Regions from separate parts of the Sus scrofa genome. Here region 2 is linked to region 1. Evidence: chromatin contacts called from public promoter capture Hi-C data. All regions are on one chromosome and are shown on one strand. Each heading gives the region's core, a stretch centred on a gene start, on an enhancer-like site or on the middle of the called end of the contact. The rest is flanking DNA. Distances are from core to core; before and after follow the strand shown. Region 1 holds the start of PIP4K2C (phosphatidylinositol 5-phosphate 4-kinase type-2 gamma). Region 2 overlaps ATP23 (mitochondrial inner membrane protease ATP23 homolog).

The links. Promoter capture Hi-C pulls out the DNA fragments that hold promoters and counts their contacts.
Region 2: a contact with region 1 is called in a promoter capture Hi-C map of fetal liver, with 2.8 times the contacts expected there. The contact joins the enhancer-like site here to the promoter of PIP4K2C in region 1. A contact is called at or near these places in 1 of 5 promoter capture datasets (fetal liver) and 7 of 47 Hi-C or Micro-C datasets (embryonic fibroblasts, epiblast stem cells, fetal skeletal muscle and 4 more).

What each region holds. Positions count from the first base shown.
Region 1 is chr5:22,851,694-22,858,921 of Sscrofa11.1, reverse strand. PIP4K2C (phosphatidylinositol 5-phosphate 4-kinase type-2 gamma) reads right to left here and starts at 4,780. Exons shown (of 11, transcript XM_021091878.1): 1 at 4,338-4,780; 2 at 1,539-1,636; 3 at 495-591. The coding sequence starts at 4,511. It also overlaps a transcript of KIF5A not described here.
Region 2 is chr5:23,181,031-23,187,318 of Sscrofa11.1, reverse strand. All of the region lies in intron 1 of ATP23 (mitochondrial inner membrane protease ATP23 homolog), which reads right to left. Among named protein-coding and RNA genes, the nearest start is that of ATP23, 7.3 kb to the right of the region's middle. Within about 2 kb of position 2,693, at least 64 of the 83 cell types and tissues checked have an H3K27ac peak or open chromatin away from gene starts, as enhancers often do. A contact at or near this core is called in epiblast stem cells, fetal liver, fetal skeletal muscle and 4 more, where this site is marked.

The DNA.
Region 1 (7,228 bases), core at 3,531-6,030:
TAGTGGTCAACTGAACATATCTGAAAGTGGATAAAACCCTGGCATAAGAGAACGAGGAGGTGTCCATATATGGACTGAATTAAATTTGAAGCAAAAAAAAAAAAAATTGGGGGGGGGGGTTCCACCTGCAGCATATGGAAGTTCCTGGGCCAGGGGTCAAAACCTCTGCCACAGCTCTGGCCACACCAGATCCTTAGCCCACTGTGCTGGGCCGGGAATCAAACCCATGTCACCACAGAGACAACGCTGGATCCCCAACCCGCTTCACCACAGTGGGAACTCCGAAAACAAAAATTTTTTTTTTTTAATGTACCTACATTTTTTCCCCCAAGGACAGGGTTTATAGCTTTCATCACATTTTTGAAGATGCCTGTGACCACAAAAAAGGTAAAGAATCACTTGCCAAGGCCCTCGTTTCTCCACACATGGCTGTTTCAAGGATTCTGCAGTTATGAGGGAGAAAGAACTATCCTCGCCCAATAGTGGACTCTCACCAAGTAATCCTGGTCATCAATACCAAATCGATCACGGAGGTTTCTGAAGACCTGTGGACAATACTCCTTGAACTTGAAATGACTGGGCAGATTTTCCCTGCAATAAGGGTTTTCAAGATAAGAAAACAAAGTAACAATAATACCTTACATATATAAACAGCTTGACAGTTTATAAAGCACCTTCACACATATTACCTTATTTGAGTTTCATAAAACCCTTGTAAGGTCCTTTAAAGATATATTACTCCCATTTTATAGAAGAGAAGACTGGCTCAGGGTGGCTGAGTGACCTGCTTAAGCTGCATGACTTAAGTGGAACCAGGATCTACTGCCTATCCAAACAGCAGCATTTCCCAAAACCCAAGCAAGTCAGAGACATCCTGTGGGGAGCAGCCGACAGAGCCACAAATCCATACCAGCAACAGCTTCCACTGTGGTTTTTTGTTTGTTTTTTTAGGGCCAGCATATGGAAGTTCCCAGGCTAGGGGTCAAATTGGGGCTGCGGCTGCCAGCCTACACCACAGCCACAGCAACAAAGGATCTGAGCCACATCTATGACCTACACTGCACCCTGTGGCGATGCGAGATCCTTAACCCACTGAGCAAGGCCAGGGATCAAACCTACATCCTCATGGATACTAGTTGGATTCTTAACCCACTGAGCCACAAGGGGAACTCCAAGCTTCCACTGTATTGAACGGCATCTTCTGATAAGGAGGGCTTAGAGGACTTAGGTATTTCTTTCAGGGAGTCCTTCTCAGAAGTTAATGGCAATGGCATCTCAAAGTATTTACTCTATAGAATTGCCAGGCTAGAGGAGAGATAAACTAGGAAGTATAGATAGGGCAAAAGGAACACTGGAAATTATTTTAGTGGTTTCTTTGCAAAATACTGAATTTCTGCATTGGGAAGAAGGTTAGACCATACAGCCTGCAAGTTGCCTTCTTTATCTAAAAACTTCAACTCTTTCAATCTTAACTGTTACAATTATTTCTTCTTTCTTCTAGGAAGGTTGACATGAAAAGGGCAGGGATTCCCACATACCTGTGGAAAAGGTGATTGTTGACCTTGATCTTAGAGCTGGCCTTAAAGTCATCTGGCAGCAGCATCACCGGGGGAGGCACCTGACTGAGCTCATTGATCTGAGAAGCCAAAACAAGAACAAGAAGGCAGTGAGAGGGGTTTGGAGAGCTACTTATACACTGCATCTGAGCAAGAGTCAGAAAAGGACAACTCAAACCTCATTCCTTTAAAAACGCTGGTTATGCATATGTTTGATGGAGGTGAGAGTTTGTGTTTGATCTCTTCTGCAGTCCAACGAGGCCTGCAGTTAGCAACCCTCGCACACGGTCCCTCACACTCCTGCCCCCATGGAACTTCATGCTCACAACAATCCTTTTATATTAGTCAAACTCTGTAAGCTCAGCACTATTTTTAAAGCTGTGAGAAATTCTAGAGAAAAAAATACCCTCAGCAGACTCAAGACATTCAAGGCAAACAGTTCCATGCTCCACTGGAAACAAAACAAAAGGTGTTTTCAAAGTACAAAGAGAGCTGATGGGACTCTGAGGGGTCAACAGCGGCAAGAATGAGAGGTCCATATCCTGAAGGAGGCATCTCTTACAAACAGGAGCAGTCCTTCCAGAGCACTCTGACCCAGTTTTCTGCAGTGGGTCCTCGCCTGCCTAAGTGTAAGTTTAAAAAAAAAGAAAAGAAAAAAAGCAGCTAATTTCAGAGGGAATGCAGGCCGGTGGAGGATATGAGCTCATTACGTGTCTGTTCACTAAAGTCAAGACAACCCACAGCCCAAAGGATGCGAACATCACATGCTCTCCTCAGCCCCCAGAATCAGCAGTCTGCTAATTCAGGGTGGAAAGGGAGTTCCTGCACTGAGAAATCCAGAGATGTGCTTTCTCCCCAGTGTTGCTGCAGCATCTTTCTTGCACCCTTAACAGTCCACTTATCACATGACGCTAACCACTAGTTTACATAAGTTCCCCACCTGGGCTGTGAGCCCTTCCAAGGCAAGGACCATTTCTGGTGGTCTGCATCTCTCAGGTGCCTAGCTAGCACCATGTTTGGCACAGAGCGGTCCTGAAGTGTTTAGTAACTGAATAAATTGATTCCTTGCCTGTCCTTACTTGATCATTTTTTGTTTTTGTTTTTGTTTGGGGGGGGCTGCTTTTGTTGTTGTTGTTACTTATTTTTATCTCTAGTTGATCATTCGACAGAGGTTATGAAATGTGGTCTAGCCTCAATCCCATACACTGCAGTGAAATCCAGCTCCTCTCATTTTCAGCAGAAAAGGAGGACAGAACATTTTCCTCCAGGAAAAAAAAAAAAAAAAAAAGAAAAGAAAATGCCACTAGAGATTCCCAGCATGAAATTCAGCTACAGTTCTTCATGCCCCCTCCTCGCCACCTGCTGTTAAGCAGGCTGAATCATCACTAAGACATATGTTCAAGGAAATGTGTGCTGGCTGGAGGGTGGGGTGTTGGGGCTAAAGTATATATACCTAGGGAAGATGAGGCAGGTCTTATCCATAATTCCCCAATTCTTACCAAAGGAAAGAAAATCCTCCTCTTAAGCTTCCTAAAGGGATGGATGGATGAGTCACCTGAAAGGTATGGAAGAGAGGCAGCCCTGCTTCCATCAGCCTTGCCCTTACCAAGAATCTTAGGCTGAATCTTCCCTGATAAGACATTACCACCTGGAGAGCTGGGAGCAGTCCACAGAGCCACAAATCCAAAAGGGAGCTGGCAGACCCCAAATGGCTTTCTAAACCACAAATTAAGAACGGGACAAAAACTGTATTCTTCCTCATCCTCTTCCACCTCCATGACTATGACATTTCAATGAAGTTGAATTTTTAAAATATCGCCTGTCACATTCAAAGTCACCGCATCTCTTGAACTCTAGATCTGGGGGAAGGGGGGGGGGCAGTAGCTGTGCTTGCCTCACCTGAGGTATAGTCAGGAAAGAAGATGCACTGGCCTCTTGGGCCTCCTCCTGATTCCCAGGCCATACCATCTACAGCAGTTTCCTGCTTCTAAAGTTTTACCACCATAGTATCCCCAGGACCAGAGCTCCTGAGCCATCTCTTTGGTCAAAGATGACCCCCACTTACACCAAATACCATTACTCCAGCCCGCAATGGATTGCCTTTAAGACCAAAGCCTTAAAAGCAAATATATATTAAGTCCCCAGTCAATGCCACCCCTGGGTTCAGGGCAGTAGCTTTTCTGAAATGCCTGTACCTCTGTAAGGGAAGGTATGGGACATGCAGGATTAGAACGTCCAGGAAGCCTGGGGCTTCTCCTCAAAGCCAAAGTTCCAAAGTCCAGGACAGCGACCCAGAAAGCAAGGTGCAAAGGAGAGTGACGACCAGCTCCCTCACGACCAGCTCCCCTCCCCGCTCCCCTTCTATATTCACACTCTCACCGGCGTCCTCACCACCACCAACCCAGAAGAGCTACTCCCCCTAAAGTCCTTCCGGATGCAGCCGGGTCCAGGCCGGTCGCCCTGACCTGGGGCTGAGGCTGTAACTGGCAGGAAAAAGGCAGGGAGCTGGATTTCAGGTGGGGAAGATAGAACCTCAACGGAGGAGTAAAGGGCGCAGGGAGAGACAAAAGTCTACGTTCAGGAAAAGAAAAAAAAAAAGTCTAGAGCGAAATGGTACGCTGGGAGAACACCTCAGGGTAGGTGGGCAAGGACCAGAACAGCCCGAGGAAAACGTGCAGCGCGAGGGGCTCCGGAGGCGGGAGCCAGGAAACAGGTACGCCCGGAGGAGCAGGAGCTAAGGGGTTCGGACTGGGCAGCGGTGGGGCCAGGGCCGAGTCTCACCGAGTGGGCTACACCCCACAGGAACACGCCCACCAGCGGGTCGGCCGCCCGGAACACCTTCACCTTCTGCTGCACGAAATGTTTCTTCTTGGTTTTGGAGGCGAAGCCAAAGCCCGTGCCGGGGGCCGCTGTCGCCGCCGGTATAGTGGCCGGCGGGACTGAAGAGGACGCCATAGTCTCCGGCGCACTCTACCGAGTGAAAGCCGGAGCCGGTCGCGATGCGAGCGCCCGACCCCGGAAGCGGCGCTCACCTGCGCCTCTGTCATGTGACCGGAGGCTGGCCCGCAGGCGCGCGAGCCGGGCGGGGCGGGCCGACTCCGCCCTCCTGGCGCCCGCCCGCCTGCGCAGAAGGTGGGCTCACCTGGCGCCGGGGAAGGCGCGCGGAAACCTGGTACCCTGATCGCTGTTAGCAGTGCGGAGGCCCAGGCCGGTCACCCAGGCGATGGGGATGCCGTCTGGGCCAGCCTGATTAACCGCCCAGTCGAGGGCTTCTTTGCTGCAAAGTCGCCGCCTTCCGGTTTTGCCCAGTTTCTGGGAATAACCTACCGCCTGAGGCTAACCCGAAAGGATTACTTTACGAAGAGAATCCCCTAAGTGGTTTTTGTGCTTTTAGAAGGACCACTCAAGCATCGCTCTGGAGGGTGACCAGAGTATTGCAACAGTGTAGGCACCAGATGAGGAACTAAAACAGTGGCTATTGGGATGCAAACTATTGCCTTTGCAATGGATAAGCAATGAGATCTTGCTATATAGCACTGGGAACTATATCTAGTCATTTATGATGGAGCATGATGGAGGAAAATGTGAGAAAACGAATGTATATATGTATGTGTAACTGGGTCACTTTGCTGTACAGTAGAAAATTGACACAACACTGTGATCCAACTATAATGGAAAAAATAAAAATCATTAAATAAATAAAACAAACAATGGCTATTGGGTTGGGAAAAAGGGGATGGCATATAAAGGTATATAGTTTGATGTCAATTTGGAAAATTCCTAGTGGATTGGGATTTGCAGGAAAGGGAGATGTTGAGAAGAAATCTGACTTTTGGCAAAGGCGAAGAATGATGGCAGTGAAGAAAAGGAGCAGTTTTAGTGAAAACATTAGTTCAATTTGGAATGTGTTTGAGGTGCCTGAGGGCAGCTGGACATATGGGCCTAGTGTTCAGCAGAATGGTCTAGGCTGGAGATACAGACTTAATTATTGTCCACGAATCTGTGTGGATGACAACTCCCAAGGGAGAGCAAGGAGAGACCAAGAGCTGAACCCTGGTATAAACCAGGGAGAAGACTGCAAAGGGGTGGCCAGAGAAGTAAAAGGGCCAGGAGAGCAGGGTCACAAAAGCTAAGGAAGTTGAGTTTCAAGAGAGGAAGGAATGGAGAGCAGTGTCAGATGTCATGGAGAGGTGAGGCAAGACGAGGATGGAGAACTGCCCAGTGTCTTTGGCAACTAGTGACCTTTGGAACACATTTTCAGTAGAGCCAGAGCCAGATCAAGGCGGGCTGAGGGATGAATGGGAGATAAAGAAGTGGGGAGGAGGCGCTTGGGACTTTTTTAGGAAGTTGGGTTGTGAGAAAACAAGGTGGGTAGTGAGTGGCTTATAGAGAAACATGCTGTAAAACACACTTTTAAGGGAGACCTTACCAAGGGGTAGGGAGAAATCGTTGATACAGAAGTTAACAAAGAAGATGCAAACTGCCCAAGTCGGCATCACTTTTAGTTGTTTTATATATTGGTGAATATATATGTGTAAGTATCTCAAAAATGAAGGATCTAGAAGGGACTTGATTTAGTCCAGGAAAGGGAGATTTATCACTTGTCAGAAGGGAGAAAGGAAAGGATCTGTGCAGACAGAGGTAAGTGTGTAGGTGTGTGTGTAGCGGGGGGATGAGGAATCTTATGCTCAATCATCTTCATTTCTCCTGTAAAGAAGAGAATTGTTGCCTAAGAGAAGTGTGTGAGAAGGGATCTTGAGGAGTGAGGGTTTAGACCAGTTGCTCTGAGGGGTGGGGAGGAAACAGCAGGTATACACAGAAGGAACATTATACCAGATCGGAGGATCCAGTTAAGCTCTGTGGCTCTTTGTTCTTAATTGCCCTGATGTTTGGGTTGTGTGGTTTTCTCCACTCATCTCAGAAGCTTTGAGGTAAGAGCAGAGAAGACAGGTAGGGGTATGCTCTAAATTGGGGATTAGAAGGGTGATTACAGTAAAAGATCTTGGGATAAGAGAACTGAGCCCTTGGCAAGGAATGGATGGAGATGCACTATAGAGGGGGGATGGACCTGATGCAGGGACTTGGGATAGTCTTGGGGGGAAACGAAGAGAACAGGATACCATTTTGTGTCAAAAATTACAAACAGTCTAGATCAATGTCCACCAATAGTGGAATGGTTGAATACATTATAGGATAAGTTTATGAAAAATTATATGTATATATTTTTTTCATGATGTAAATGTGTACACTGACCTGAAAAGATCTCTAGGATATATTGTCAAGTGGGGAAAAACCTGCATGTAAATATATGGAAGAACACCTAGAAAGGATATATACCACACTGTCATAATGCCATTACGGAGGGAAGGGATAAAGATTTACAACAACGTAGAGTCATCATTGAATTTATTTTATTTTAAAGGTATCTATGTACATCAAGTAAATACACACTGGGGTTTGTGCGGTTTGGTTTGTCTTCCACGCTGGCATGCAACATTTTGGCAGATGTGAGTGGGCAGGCCAGGTACTGCTTCTGGTGACCCTGGCTCTTCGAAAGGAATGTGGTGAGGGGTGGAGGGAGGGGAGGAGGAGGATGTAGAGTGAAGCTTCTGGGGAAGGCTTTGTGTGTGTGTTGTTTCTTATTTCGGTAAGTGAATTCTATTTCCCTTACA
Region 2 (6,288 bases), core at 1,444-3,943, 330 kb before region 1:
ACAAGGGCTTAATCTCTAAAACATATAAACCCAACTTATACAACTCAACAACAAAAAACAAACAACCTAATCAAAAAATGGGCAGAAGATCTAATAGACATTTCTCCAAAGAAGACATACAGATGGCCAGTAGGCACATGAAAAAATGTTCAACATCACTAATTATTAGAGAAATGCAAATCAAAACTACAATGAGGTACCACCGCACATCAGTCAGAATGGCCATCATTAATAGGTCTGCAAATGACAAATGCTGGAGAGGATGTGGAGAAAAGGAAGAGCCCTCCTACACTGTTCGTTGGAATGTAAATTGGTACAACCACTATGGGAAACAGTATGGAAGTTCCTCAGAAAACTAAATATAGAACTACCATATGACCCCACAATCCCACTCCTGGGCATATGTCTCAACAAAGCTATAGTTCAAAAACATACAGGCACACACATGTTCATAGCAGCACTATTCACAATAGCCAAAGTATGGAAGCAACCTAAATGTCCATCAACAGATGAATAGATTAAGATGTGGTACGTATACACAGTGGAATACCACTCAGCCATAAAAAAGGATGAAATAACACCATTTGCAGCAACATGGGTGAAACTAGAGATTCTCACACTAAGTGAAGTAAGTCAGAAAGAGAAAGACAAACACCATATGATATCACTTACATGTGGAATCTAAAATGTGGCACAAACGAACCTATCTGCAAAACAGAAACAGACTCACAGACATGGAGAACAGACTGGTGGGTTGCCAAGGGGGAGAAAGGAGGGAGTGGGATGGATTGGGAGTCTGGGGTTAGTAGGTGCAAACTATTACATTTAGAATGGATAAGCAATGTGGTCCTACTGTATAGCACAGGGAGTTAGTTATATCCAGTCTCTTAGGATAAACCATGATGGGAGATGATAAAGGGAATGTATATATAGGTATGACCGGGTCGCTTTGCTGTACAGCAGAAACTGGCACAACATTGTAAATCCACTGTACTTTAATAAATTTTTTTAAGTTAAGAAAAAAAAATCTGTGGTGTCTCTTTCAGCCCTTGCGTTATTCCCTCCGTGCAGATCCTCTGTTCCAATTTCTAGCCCCCTGGACAATCTCCAGTTAGGATCCCGCTGTCCTTACACAGTATCTCTAAAAGAACCTCTTCACCTCATCACTCACAAGCCCCGCCTCCTGGCCTCCCAAGCTCAAAATCACCATCACTTTTGGTTATATCTCCCCTTATCCATATACATATAATCACTCAATGATCTCAATTCTTTCTTCGGCATCTCTCATCTCTCACTTTTCGTTTCTACTTGTTCTCTTCACATCCTAGCACCACGAAACTTCTATCTGCCTGGTCCCTGCAAAAACCTCCAGCCACCTATATACACAACTGCCAGATACATCACTCCATGTACCTGCCCTGCACCTTCACTGGATGGCAGGCTGCCTTCATCAAATCAAACTGGCCCTCAGCCCTGCCCTCTCTCTAGACAGCCTGCATCTGGCCCCGTGGCTGCCAGTCTTCGCCTCATTCTCCATTTCTCAGTTCCTGTTTAGCAAAGAATTGCTGGCTGCACACACCCCTCCCCCTACCAAGCTCCTTTCCTCCGCTCTCCTCCCCACCTGTGGCTCCCAGGGCCCCCAGGAGGCTGTCCCCTCCTCCCTCCTGCCACCTCTCAGCCCAGGCCTGCCAGCCCTCCCTTCAAAGCCTGCAGGACTCATTACCCATACTGTTCATCAGGCAGTAATTATGTACTGCCTTGTAACTCTTCTGTTTAGCCTGGAACAGGCTTGAAACGCACTAGTGCTATTGTAATCTCTCCCAAGTCTGTATCTCATCACCCCAAACAGTATAAACCACTTGAAGGGGAAGATTGTCTATTGGGTCTTGATTTCTCCCTGCAGTGCCCAATACTTAGATAGTAGGAGCTTAAAACACGGATGTTGATTTCCTTTTTCTTCCCACGTATGTTGGCCTCAAATAACCAGAGCTGGTCAGGATAACAAGCATTAGCCTTGGAAGCCTGATTTTGGCCACTACAGATCTCCCACAGGACAACCTCATCCTGAGCCCTCAGATCAGGGTCCCCCGGAGGGCATCAGCCATTCTCTGGGGCACCCGGTCTCCAGAGAGGTCTGAGGGACACCGCCAACCCAGGTTGGCTCTGTCTGCTCATTTGGTGGTCATATTTCCAAGACCTTCCCTGGTCTCCGGCTAAAAGGAAACATCCTCGAGTATGGGGTGGAGTTGGGGGGCTCCCTAAACCCTAAGCCCTAACATTCTCACTGGTGAAGCCACCTGCAGCCAGCTGGAGGGCCGTCCGAAGCACCCCGGAGCACCCCTGCCCTTGGGAGAGAAAGAAGACACTGCACCTTTAAGTCTGCAGCCAGTTGAGAAAAACAAGCTGTGATTTATATAAGCGGGAAAATCATGTGATTTGCAGGAACGCTCCCTCCTCCCCCGGCCCCCTCCTCGCGTCGCCTCCAGCCCTTCCCAGAGGGGCCCCGGCAGCCGGGCTGGGCTGCAGGGGAGGGGGACCGGGGGTGCCCCGAGCCTCCCCTCCGCGAGCGCGGGAGCCTTGTGGGGCAGGAGCGCGGCGAACACCGAAAAGGCCTCGGTCCACGGTGCCTCATTCCTGCGGCGCCTCCCGGTGGCCCCAGACGCCAGCGGAGGGCGGCGTTCAGCCGCGGGGCGCGGTGGTTTGCTCCCCAGCGGTCTAGCGGTGGGTCACGTTCAAGAGCGCGGCCGGAGCATCCCCTCCCCTGCCGCCTGCCCCCTTCGGGCCAAAGGAGAAACTGAGGCTTTCCTCCAAGTCCTCCGCGGGGCGGGGAAGAAAAGCCAGGGGCCCCTCCAGACTGGCTCCTGTGTCCTGAACACCCAGCAGGAGGGAGAGCAATTTAAGAAATAATTTGGTCGGTAAAGGGCATGATGAAAATCAGCCATTTCTAGAGCTGAGAGGCGGTTGTGTTTAGCCCAGAGGACCTAGCTTTCAGGGAAAGAAAAAAAAAAAAAAGCGATGTCTGTCCTTTCCAGCCAGAGCCAAGGAAAATAAATACATGATTCGCAGGCCCTAAGAACCAGCACAGATCTTTTAAATATTAGAGGGTGGTGTAACTACAAGGAACCCACGCCTACTCGGAGTTAACTCTGACAACTTCTGAAGGAAAGGAAATGCTTAGGTTCTCCTGAGATGCAGAAACTGGGGAGTGGGCAAAGCCTGAAGAGATCTTCTCAACACCCCACTGTCTCTGGAGACATCCTATACCAAGCCCTTCCAGGAAGTGCTTGCAGGGGAGAGGATTAGCCATCACTTCTAAAACCAAGCCCAGGAGAAGCTGGGGGGGGGGGGACTTTCTCGGGGCGCAAAGCAAGGAGGGGAGGACAGATCTCCCTCAGTAGGTTGTGCTTTGCATAAAGCACAGTGATGGGCCCTGAAATTGTCCAAGGAAGGAAACCCACTGCTCCTCAGAGTAACCACTTCCAGGAGTTAAGTCTTGTCAAAAAGGTTTGAATTCCATTTGCTTTTCCTCCATTGGTCATCTGCTGGGGATGAGGCATAAGCCCAGCAGTGTCACAGGGAGGAAAAAAACATGATGCAATTAACGAAGTTGCTAATGCATCATCTTGCAGTGACCTTGGCCATCACCAGCACAGCTTGGTGAATTTCAGTCCACCCTCTGCATACTGGCAGAGCCAGCTGGACCCTGAGAGGTCATTCTGGCCCTCCTCCCACCTCCCTTCCCTCCCCAGATGGAGGGTCTTTATGCTGAGATGGTTTTCCCTGAACAGGGCCTCCATGCCCTCTGCCACATCAAGGGTAAGATCGTTCCTGAAGGAGAAAGCTCAGGTTAGGCAAATATTCTCCATCATTCTTTAAACCCTGAAGAAGAAAACTAGAGGTTAGCATAGGAATTCAAGAGAGTAGAACTCCATGCGTTCAGACAAATACCAGCTTCATTGTTATTCAGCAAGCGCCTTCTGTGTGCCTGGCCCTGAGCTGGGCAATGAGGGGACAGTGGGAACAGGATAGACAGCACCCCTGCCCTGAGCCCTGACATTCTGCTCCCCACTCTGCCTCCCAGGACAGAAGCCTGTGAAACACTTCCCTCTCCTCCAACAACGTGTGTATGTCCCCTCCCCAGCCCACACCCAGCACATGTTGCCCCCAATTCCAGCTGCATATGTGTTGTCTGTCTGCCAAGAGCTTCTGCTATCAGAAGGCGATGCTCTCTGGTGATTGGGTTGTCGGTGTAAGAAATAACCCAAAGGCCCGTCCAGAAAGTGAGATCAAAGTTGGCAGCCTCCAGGGCCCCTCCCCAAACTTATAATTCAGTTCAGGCTCCACCTCACTCTGTGCCCTGTGCCCCTTGCTTTCTCTCTTCCTTTGCTCTTTTTTTTTTTTTTTTCCTTTTTAAGGCTGCACTGGAGGCATGTGGAAGTTCCCAGGCTAGGGGTCAAATCGGAGAATCAGCTGCCCACCTACACCACAGCCACAGCAACGTGGGATCTGAGCCTCGTCTGCGACCTACACCACAGCTCATAGCAACGCCGGATCCCTGACCCACTGAGTGAGGCCAGGGATCGAACATGCATCCTCATGGATGGATACTAGTTGGATTCGTTTCTGCTCTGTCACACTGTGAACTTCCTCTTTCCTCTTTTTCTGATATGCCTGGCTGCTGCTTCCCAGATCTCCTCTTTCCTAAGCTTCATGGGCCAGGGGCCTGCTGGTTCTTCCTGAGGCATCCAGGTGCCCTCTTCCCAAGGCAGCCTCTCTACATCCACCCTGCACAGATGCCTCGCCAAGGCCTCTCCTGTGGCTGTAAGGCTCCTCATTGAGGGTACTCAGACAGCCACGCTTAACCACAGGCCTGTCACCCTCCATCCCCCCTCCTCCCCAGACTACCGCAGCTGCTGCCTTATTCCAGTCTTTCTAAGTTGGGTTTCTGGTCTCCCTCGGCCATTCACAAGCACAGTCCAATAACGTGCAAAGGGCGATCTGGCAAGAAGCCTGTAGTGAACAAACATTTTTAATGGACAAACAGAAATGATGGCTCCAAACTGAAAACACCCTGGAAGCCACAAACTCTGGTTACTTTCACAGAAGCCAGATCTGGACTTGCGTGTGTGTGTGTGTGTGTGTGTGTGTGTGTGTGTGTGTGTGTTTCAGATGCACTAAGGAGGGCATTGAGTGAAGGAGTGAAATCAGCTCATCTCGGACACTGTCTCTTTCAGGAAAAGGGGCCTCAGAAGAAAAACGCCATCCCAGCCCCTGCCAAATTCCATTCTGTTTCAAATTAGCCTCCCAGCAAAATGAGGGGGCTTACTAACTGGTCTTGGAGATCCTGCTAGCACCACAGTGCTGAGGCTCTACAGTTCCCCCCAAATAACCTATTTTAGAAGCCTCCACATTCTCATAGGGAGTTGAAAATGCATCTGTGCTCCGGGTCTGGGTCCACAGCTGAAACTCAGAATGAGGCTTTCACTACAGCGTTTTCAGGCCTGTTTTCTCTCTTTCTCCTTTCCCTGAAAGGGCCTCTGGTCTTTCCCAAGCTGCTGGAGTAGAAGGGAACACACAGCTCCCCCAGAGCAGAGGGGCCCGCCAGAGGGAAAGCTGGCTGGGCCCCAGGAAGGCTTGCCTGCCATTCTGCAGGGACATTCCTCCCTCCCAACCTGCAGGGAAGTTCTGGAACTTCTAAACAGCATATCCTTGGGCCAGCGCAGGGCCCTCCACATCCTGCACCCCCTGTTTACAAGCTTTTAGCAGCAACTAACACATTTGGCAAGACTGCTCCAGTGAGAGCCAAGCCAGGCTCTTTTCCCCAGGACCCAGCTGACGAAGGGATGCTGGGCGAGGACCAAAATGGGGTCCAGCCAGACAAGCCCCAAGCCTTGGTTCTCTGGGCCAAGGCTGGAGAGGACCAGAGGGAAGTGTCCTCGGCCGGCCCCACCACCACCCCGCAGGCTGGTCCCAAGATCTCAGGATGCATCAGTAATTCCAGGCAGGGCTCCATCCCCAGCCCACGCTCAGCCCGGGACCTGGTCAGGGAATCTCCAAGTATCCCCAAAAACATAAGGCTTGCCGTCCATGCCAGGTTTCTCTGGGGTCTCTGGGTGGGAGCAGCCAGACCCTCTCGTTGGCCTCAGGCTTTGTCTTAGAGGTCCAAAAGCATCAGAAACAGTCACATCAGAGACAGTCACATCAGAGACAGTCACAGCCCCAGACCGCTGCCTTCAGACGATTTTAAAAAGAAGGATGTTTTGAAAGCTCAAGACATGTTCCGGGCTT